Linked DNA regions of Pan troglodytes: regions 2 and 3 are each linked to region 1. The links are chromatin contacts, called in public Hi-C and HiChIP or PLAC-seq maps. All regions are on one chromosome and are shown on one strand. The core of a region is the stretch at or near the end of the contact, and the rest is flanking DNA. Distances in the headings are between cores, read along the strand shown.

The links. Hi-C and Micro-C count contacts between places; a contact is called where the count stands out from the background. HiChIP or PLAC-seq counts read pairs in DNA pulled down with a chosen protein or histone mark.
Region 2: a Hi-C map of induced pluripotent stem cells shows a contact between it and region 1, with 2.5 times the contacts expected there. The contact joins the promoter of SENP3 here to the promoter of KCTD11 in region 1. A contact is called at or near these places in 3 of 7 Hi-C or Micro-C datasets (induced pluripotent stem cells and stem cell-derived neural progenitor cells) and 1 of 1 datasets of contacts at active chromatin or transcription factors (stem cell-derived excitatory neurons).
Region 3: a contact with region 1 is called in an H3K4me3 HiChIP or PLAC-seq map of stem cell-derived excitatory neurons, with 2.4 times the contacts expected there. The contact joins the promoter of POLR2A here to the promoter of KCTD11 in region 1. A contact is called at or near these places in 1 of 7 Hi-C or Micro-C datasets (stem cell-derived neural progenitor cells) and 1 of 1 datasets of contacts at active chromatin or transcription factors (stem cell-derived excitatory neurons).

What each region holds. Positions count from the first base shown.
Region 1 is chr19:17,864,509-17,867,347 of NHGRI_mPanTro3-v2.0_pri, forward strand. It overlaps KCTD11 (potassium channel tetramerization domain containing 11), which reads left to right and starts at 1,426. Exons shown (of 1, transcript XM_016931434.4): 1 at 1,426-2,839. The coding sequence starts at 2,620. ACAP1 (ArfGAP with coiled-coil, ankyrin repeat and PH domains 1) reads left to right here. Exons shown (of 22, transcript XM_016931433.4): 21 at 627-676; 22 at 972-1,154. The coding sequence ends at 1,072.
Region 2 is chr19:18,073,087-18,075,925 of NHGRI_mPanTro3-v2.0_pri, forward strand. It overlaps SENP3 (SUMO specific peptidase 3), which reads left to right and starts at 1,388. Exons shown (of 11, transcript NM_001205128.4): 1 at 1,388-1,682; 2 at 2,485-2,839. The coding sequence starts at 2,496. TNFSF13 (TNF superfamily member 13) reads left to right here. Exons shown (of 6, transcript NM_001205130.2): 6 at 127-1,011. The coding sequence ends at 236.
Region 3 is chr19:17,995,315-17,998,153 of NHGRI_mPanTro3-v2.0_pri, forward strand. POLR2A (RNA polymerase II subunit A) reads left to right here and starts at 1,493. Exons shown (of 29, transcript XM_016931455.4): 1 at 1,493-2,098. The coding sequence starts at 2,006. ZBTB4 (zinc finger and BTB domain containing 4) reads right to left here and starts at 1,363. Exons shown (of 4, transcript XM_511299.8): 1 at 1,245-1,363. It overlaps SLC35G6 (solute carrier family 35 member G6), which reads left to right. Exons shown (of 2, transcript NM_001135645.1): 2 at 1-628. The coding sequence ends at 242.

The sequences.
Region 1 (2,839 bases), core at 176-2,675:
CAGAAGCCTGCGCGGTGGGGCCTCGGGAAGGGGCTGGGCCAGCGCCGGGGCCAGGCTCGAGAAAGGCTGCGCGAAGTGTGCACTGGGACGTGGAGTAGAAGGCAGGCGGGAGGGCGGGCAGGGTGCAAGGATGCTTGGCCCACCCTGAGAGGCGTCATTCGCCCATCAACATTGCTGTCAGGCATCTTTTTAGCACTAGACGTGACCCCGGGGGTGGGGGCAGATGAACGGAACGCAACCCAGCTCAAAGGATGGGAAGTTGTGGGGGAGGTGAGGATAGTCTTTTTTTTTTTTTTTTTTTTTGAGACGGAGTCTCACTCTGTCGCCCAGGCTAGAGTGCAGGGGCGCGATCTCGGCTCACTGCAACCCCCGCCTCCCGGGTTCAAGCGATTCTCCTGTCTCAGCCTCCCCTGAGTAGCTGGGACTACAGGCGTGCGCCACCACCCCCGGCTAATTTTTTGTATTTTTAGTAGAGACGGGGTTTCACCATGTTGGCCAGGACGGTCTCGATCTCCTGACCTCGTGATCCGCCTGCCTCGGCCTCCCAAAGTGTTGGGGTTACAGGCGTGAGCCACCGCGCCCGGCCAAAGATAGTGTCGTTCATTTCTTAATTCCCTCCTCTTCAGGCTACGACTGGCAAAGATGAGGGAGGCTGAAGCGGCCCAGGGGCAGGCAGGTAAAGAATACACCCACCCCACCCCCCAGGCCCAACACCTGAACTCTGGGCTTCTGGTCCACGGTGACCTCTCTCCCTAGTGCCCAGCTGCATTCATTCCGTTATTTAACAAATGCGTATTGGGCGCATGCGACGTGCCAGGCCCTGGCAAGGCATAGGTGCTGGCGCAGTGCCCGCGGCGCGCACGTTCCCACCCAGGCTCGGAGCGCGAGGTCCCAAGGTGGGCCCCAACCGCCGGATCCTGCCCTTCTGCACTGGGGCCCAGCCGCCTCCCGGCCTTTCCTCCCTCCCCCAGGAGATGAGACGTATCTTGACATCTTCCGCGACTTCTCCCTCATGGCGTCAGACGACCCGGAGAAGCTGAGCCGGCGCAGTCATGACCTCCACACGCTGTGACCCCAGGCCCACGGGGCCCGCGCCTCCCTCCCTTCCCCGCCACCGGGCTCTCTGCTATTAAAGCCTCCGTGCTTCGCTCTTCCCTTCTGGTTCACTTCTTGGGCGCCACCTTCGGGCGCGTAGGGTGTTGGGCGCTGCGGCTCCCGAGGTGCGGGGAGCGGCTGGGGGTTTGCGAGCTCCAGTCCAGCAAGGTGCGACTCCGGGGAGCGAGGCGGCAGCTTCGGCCGCGGCCTGAGCGCCGGGCGCTGTGGGGCGGGGGCTCTCGGGCTGGGGCGACGTGGCCAGCCCAGTCCTGCCGAGGGGTGGGGCTGGCCCTGGGGCTCGCTGGCCCCGCGCCGCCGCGGAGAGAGCGCGCCCGGGCCACCCCGGCTGGAAGGCATCCCCGGAATGCGGCGGCTCAGCACCCGCCCCCTCGGGAATTCCCCGGGGGAGCCGCTGGGAGGGACTCGGCTCCTGGGCTGGGCCGGCCGGGCCTCGGGCTCTGAGCGGTGGGATTAGAGGCTCCAGCCACGCCGACTTGCAGACGTGAGATCGGGCACACCTGAGCGGCGGCGGGGCGGTCGTGGCCACATCCAGGGCGACGTGCCTGAGTCACCCCGTCCCGCCAGCGTCTGCCAGTCCAGCCAGTCCGCCCAGTCTCTCGCGTCCGAGACTCGCCTCCAGCCTCCCACCTCCGCCCGGGCCGCGCGAGCTTCGCGGGCGCGGGGGCGGGGCGCCAAGGGGCGGGGTTGTCTCTTAAAGGGCCCCGGGCCGCTGCCCTTAGGCCACTTCCTGGGGGCGGAGAGGACCTCAGCGGCTGCGGCGACACCCAGGGAAGGCGGCGCGGCCGGGTCCCGAAACTCCTGGCTGTTTCCATCAGAGCCCTCGGACACTCCCAGCCCGGGCTGAGCACGCATCGTCGCTCCCCGGCGGATACAAGGGGGCTCCGCCATCCGCTCCCGTCAGTTCCGCCTCCATCTCCTGGGACCCGCGCCGGCAGCCAGGCCAGGCCTCTGAGTGGCCCCAGAGCCCTGGCTGGACTCGTCCACGGCGGCAGCGATCTGCCCGGGGTCTCGGAGGCCATCCCTTCAGAGTCGGCCCTGTGCTCGCCACCGTCACCTGCTGGTTGGATTCCGGAAACCCACTGTCTGAAGACCACAGAGGGGTGTCGCTGACCACCCCAATTCGGATACGTCCAGACCTCAAGCTCCCTTCCCCTCTCTGGCTGCCCTCTGCTCTTTTCATCTCTTCTCTCAACCTTTTGGGGATTTCTGTGTCCTGACACCACCTCCCCATCCACCGCCAAAGTAGCCGGGGTGAGCCCCAAACCTTACTGGGTGTGCTCCACCTGTGCCTCCAACCCAGCGAATCTGACAGCTTCGACCCAATTCTGCACACACCCAGGAAGTTCTGCCTTTTCTTTTCTTTCGGTGTCTCCTGTACTTCCCAAAATTTCTCCTCCTCCTGTGCCCTCTTCGCCCCCCTCCTTTGGGGGCCCCGTGACCCTGAATGTGGGGGGCACACTATATTCCACCACTTTGGAGACCCTGACCCGCTTCCCAGACTCTATGCTGGGGGCCATGTTTAGGGCCGGCACCCCCATGCCCCCCAACCTCAATTCCCAAGGAGGCGGCCACTACTTCATCGACCGGGATGGCAAGGCCTTCCGGCACATCCTCAATTTCCTGAGGCTGGGCCGCCTGGACCTGCCCCGTGGGTACGGAGAGACAGCGCTGCTCAGGGCAGAGGCTGACTTCTACCAGATCCGGCCCCTCCTGGACGCGCTGC
Region 2 (2,839 bases), core at 138-2,637, 210 kb after region 1:
GAGTGAAGTGCAGAATGCCGGGTCCTTACAGGAGGCAGAGGAACGGTGGAGCTGGAGAAGGCAGGGGGAAACAGGGCATCTGGATGGCTGTGCTTCACTGCGAATCTACTTTCTCTCTTTTCTCAGGTGTCTTCCATTTACACCAAGGGGATATTCTGAGTGTCATAATTCCCCGGGCAAGGGCGAAACTTAACCTCTCTCCACATGGAACCTTCCTGGGGTTTGTGAAACTGTGATTGTGTTATAAAAAGTGGCTCCCAGCTTGGAAGACCAGGGTGGGTACATACTGGAGACAGCCAAGAGCTGAGTATATAAAGGAGAGGGAATGTGCAGGAACAGAGGCGTCTTCCTGGGTTTGGCTCCCCGTTCCTCACTTTTCCCTTTTCATTCCCACCCCCTAGACTTTGATTTTACGGATATCTTGCTTCTGTTCCCCATGGAGCTCCGAATTCTTGCGTGTGTGTAGATGAGGGGCGGGGGACGGGCGCCAGGCATTGTCCAGACCTGGTCGGGGCCCACTGGAAGCATCCAGAACAGCACCACCATCTAGCGGCCGCTCGAGGGAAGCACCCGCCGGTTGGCCGAAGTCCACGAAGCCGCCCTCTGCTAGGGAAAACCCCTGGTTCTCCATGTCACACCTCTCTCCAGGTGCCCTCTGCCTCTTCACCCCACAAGAAGCCTTATCCTACGTCCTTCTCTCCATCTATCGGACCCCAGTTTCCATCACTATCTCCAGAGATGTAGCTATTATGCGCCCGTCTACAGGGGGTGCCCGACGATGACGGTGCCTTCGCAGTCAAATTACTCTTCGGGTCCCAAGGTTTGGCTTTCACGCGCTCCATTGCCCCGGCGTGGCAGGCCATTCCAAGCCCTTCCGGGCTGGAACTGGTGTCGGAGGAGCCTCGGATGTATCGTACGCCCTGGTGTTGGTGTTGCCTCACTCCTCTGAGCTCTTCTTTCTGATCAAGCCCTGCTTAAAGTTAAATAAAATAGAATGAATGATACCCCGGCTCCATTTCCCCCACTGCCTCGCCTCAGCCCGGTCCTCGTACGGGGATCTCCCGCCCTCCTGGCTCTCCTGTGGCGCGCCCCCCGCCGGATCAAGGTACTGGGGATGCCGCTAGGGTCAGGCCCGCGAGCGCGGAGAAGACAGAGCGCGGCGAAGACAGAGCGCGGCGCAAAAGGGAAAGTGGCGGGGCCGCCACGCGCGGCCGGGCGGCGGATGTGCGCAGGCGCAGCCTCGCGTAGCGCTCTGGGCTGGCCAGTCCCGTGGCGCCGGCGTCCTCGGGTAGACGGGACTGCGCGCTTGGTGGCCGCGCCGGCGCTCTTCGCCGGGTGTGACGTACTAATCGTGCGCCACCGCTGCCGGTGGGCCCGGGGCTCGCGGGAGGGGAAGGAGGAGGGGGGGAGGAGTGGCGGCGGCGGCGGCGGCGCTGGTGGTGGCGGTGGCGGAGGTGGAGGTGGAGGTGGAAGCTGAAGCTGAAGCAGAGCCAGAGGCGGCGCGGCGGGGTGCTCGGCGGCGCGGCACGCGGCCCAGAAGCGTTGGAATCCTGAATTGAGACGGCTGCGCCTAAAGACAGCAGGAGTGGCGGGGCCGCCGCCGTCGCCGGAGAGATGAGCCGGGAAGCTTGAGGCCGGAGACGCCCGCCTTCGGGCCCGTCCGCCCGGCTTCCCCGCTCCCGGTGAGGACGCCCCCTCCCCTCCCCCCAGCCCTGCCTTGGCCTCTCCCATTCCTGGGCCTCGCTCCCACCGAACCGGGGCCCAGAGGCCCGCATAGGGGCTTCTTAAGGCCCGTGTGCGCCGAGCCATCCAAGCTCGTGGGACCGGACTGGTGCCGGGTTGCATTCTGGTCCCCGAGGATGAAGTAGGAGGGGGCTGGGCCGGCCTGGCTTGTGCGCTCCGTTCTGTCCCAGCGTCTTGATTCGGTTCTCTTTAAGTTTCCTTCAAAGTTCTTCCCCGTTTATCAGCCTCTGCCCCCTGAACCATATCCCTGGCATCTGCACTTGAGATGACCGCAGCCTTCCCATGCCCCCCGTTCATCCAGGGTGTTAGAGAACTGTCTCCCATTCCAGTCCAGTTTCCACGTGCAAGTTGCATTCTCCTCAAGTACCACGGTTATCATGTCCCTGAGGAAAGAAATTGCCCTTGTTGGGCCCTCAAAGGACAGCCCTGGTGGTATTAAAATAAAGACGTAGAACCTGGCAGTGCTATTGGGTTTGGCCTGGTGATCCTAGAAATAAGATCTCTGAGGCCTGCTGCTTAGCCATTTTCCCTTGTCTCTGGACTGGGGAGAGATGATGGCACAGACCCTAAAGGGCCCCTTGTGGACCGCGTTAACTGGGAAGATCTTAAGTTAGGAGTTTTGCGTTTTTTCCTCTTTTCTTTATTTGCATCTGAATCCAGAGGAGGCATGGCCAGGAAGAGAGGCAGGATCTGCGGTGGGGTGATGCTTAGATTTTGATACCCTGATCTTTTGTTTTTCAGGGTACTGGAAGATGAAAGAGACTATACAAGGGACCGGGTCCTGGGGGCCTGAGCCTCCTGGACCCGGCATACCCCCAGCTTACTCAAGTCCCAGGCGGGAGCGTCTTCGTTGGCCCCCACCTCCCAAACCCCGACTCAAGTCAGGTGGAGGGTTTGGGCCAGATCCTGGGTCAGGGACCACAGTGCCAGCCAGACGCCTCCCTGTCCCCCGACCCTCTTTTGATGCCTCAGCAAGTGAAGAGGAGGAAGAAGAGGAGGAGGAGGAGGATGAAGATGAAGAGGAGGAAGTGGCAGCTTGGAGGCTGCCCCCAAGATGGAGTCAGCTGGGAACCTCCCAGCGGCCCCGCCCTTCCCG
Region 3 (2,839 bases), core at 243-2,742, 130 kb after region 1:
TGGGGATCCTCGCCTTGGTCTCCTTCACATGTGTGAGCTATGCGGTCACCAAGGCCCACCCTGCCCTGGTGTGCACTGTCCTGCATTCCGAGGTGGTGGTGGCCCTTATACTGCAGTATTATATGCTCCATGAGACTGTGGCACCTTCTGACATCGTGGGGGCAGGGGTTGTGCTGGGCAGCATTGCCATCATCACAGCCCGGAACCTCAGCTGTGAGAGGGAAGGGAAGGTGGAGGAGTGAGATAGAACTTGGGAGCCCGGGGGTTGGGAGGGACAGGGATAAATAGAGGCAAAGACTGAAGACAAACATGGGAGGAGAAGTGACTGGAAAAGAACTGGTGTGGGAGAGGGATACCTCTCAGAGTCAAGGATGACTTGGGGACTTGGTGGAGAGGGACTACCTGGAAGACCTGGGGCCAGCCTGGGACCAAGGGATGTGGAGTCCAGGCTGGGTCCTGGAATCAGGGCATAACTAAGGGGTAAAGTCCGAGGAGCAGATCCAAAGGGCTGAGGCAGGGAGGCCGTGGGCCACGGGGAGGACTTCACTCAGCAGCAAAGAGAAGAGCATTGGGGCTGGAGTGTTCTGGCAAAGACAGAGCCAGCAGCTGCGCTGGGGGAGGGGAGCGTGCCTCCCCACCCCTCCCCTCACGGCGAAGGTTTCCTTTCCTCGTGCTTGTGCCCCCCCCTTGGGGTGGTGACGTGACATTGACATCAAACAAGGATTACTCTGAATGTGGCTTGCAGTGGTGTCGTCTCTGCTTTGGAGGGAGAGTGGAAAGTCCTACGACCGTTCTCATTGGAGAACCCCTTGGGATTCCCGCCCCCTATTTTATTCCTGAAATATTCTACAAAGTGGAGGATTTCCTAATGTTCAGATGCCTTGACCCCAAATCCCCCAGGACTTTCGTGGCCCGCCCCATGGCTAATCTGCTTTTCTCGGATTGTCGCGGTCCCGTGATCTCTCCCGGACAGTGGCCACCCTCCTTCCAGAGCAGGTCTCCCAGCTGAAGTCTCTTCGAGAGGCTCAGGCCATGGATCTAGGATCATGGCTCGGTACAGCGCGGCATTACAGGCCAGGAGATGCCCACCCGTCTCCGGGGGCCGTTTGACAAACATCGGCTACTTCCGGACAAGCCACTGGTCCTGCCATCTTGGTTTGTTCATGCATATTCAGCAAGAGAACTGCATATTCATGAGCAACCGCCCTTCCCCGGGAGGACCCGCCCCGCCCCGCCGCCATTACCGATTCGCAGAGCAGACCATTTTCCAGCTGGGGGGGGCTACGAATGAGAGGCTTTTGCTGAAGAGGAAACCGTTGTCCAAACTAGAATGAAAGCGGCCCAATTTTACCCTCGAGTCTTCAAACCTTAAGCCTCAGTGCAGAAGGGAGCAGCGAGGAGAGGCGGTGGGATTAAAGAAAAAAATTCTTCTCTCCCTGTCACTTCAAAAGATCGCCCAACCAGCGAGCGGCGGGTTGACCCACGACGCTGGCTCGCACCCCTTGCGGGCCTGCGCAGGCGGCCCCGTAGCGCAAGGGAGGGCGGGAAAGGAAGGGGCGGGGACGCGAGGGCGAATCTATAAGAAGCGTCGTTCAGCGAGTTCGCTGCTCAGAAGCGCCGAGAGCGCGGCCGGGACGGTTGGAGAAGAAGGCGGCTCCCGGAAGGGGGAGCGACAAACTGCCGTAACCTCTGCCGTTCAGGAGCCCGGTTACTTATTTATTCGTTACCCTTTTTCTTCTTCCTCCCCCAAAAACCTTTTCCTTTCCCCTTCTTTTTTTTTCCTTTTTGGGAGCTGAAAAATTTCCGGTAAGGGAAAGAAGGGCTCCTTTCGCTCCTTATTTCCCCGCCTCCTTCCCTCCCCCACCTTCCCCTCCTCCGGCTTTTTCCTCCCAACTCGGGGAGGTCCTTCCCGGTGGCCGCCCTGACGAGGTCTGAGCACCTAGGCGGAGGCGGCGCAGGCTTTTTGTAGTGAGGTTTGCGCCTGCGCAGCGCGCCTGCCTCCGCCATGCACGGGGGTGGCCCCCCCTCGGGGGACAGCGCATGCCCGCTGCGCACCATCAAGAGAGTCCAGTTCGGAGTCCTGAGTCCGGATGAACTGGTAAGCGGCTCTGTCCTCCCCTTCCTCCCTCCTCCCCTGGCGGGCGGGGCCGGACGGGGGCTGCGGAAACTTGGCGCTTTCTCGCTGCTTATGGGTGACGGGCCAGGAGCATGGCTCAGCAGCGCCAAGGCCGTGTAGGCGCCAGTCTCGGGCCTCCCAGAGTTATATTTTGCAAAGAGTTGAGCAGGCTTAGCGCTTCGTCCGAGATGGGGGGCTGGCTGGAGAGTGAGAAGGAGGGAGAGAAGGATGACTGATTTCACACTCCAGAATTACCGACGTTAAAGGCGATCAGACGAATCCTAGGGAGTCTTTACAAGTTTGGTTAAGAAGCCAAACCCGGGTAGCTTCCTCCTCTTCTGTAATACAAATGTTAACTGAGCACCTGCTGTGTTGAAGACACAGGAGACTCGGGTTACAGAGGTGTACACGACAGACCAGGACCCTACCTTCAAGAGCACTGTCTGTGGGAAAGGGCAAGCAGTAAACATGAATACAATGAATGAACGAGATAATTCAGTTAATGGCAGTTGTCTCGAATAGAGTGAAAAGGGGTAATCCCATGGAGAGTCACTGAGCTGGGGCTACTTTATTTTTTTATTTTTATTTTATTTTATTTTTTGAGACGGAGTCTTGCTCTGTCGCCCAGGCTGGTGTGCAATGGCACGATCTCGGCTCACTGCAATCTCCGCCTCCCGGGTTCAAGCGATTCTCCTGCCTTAGCCTCCTGAGTAGCTGGGATTA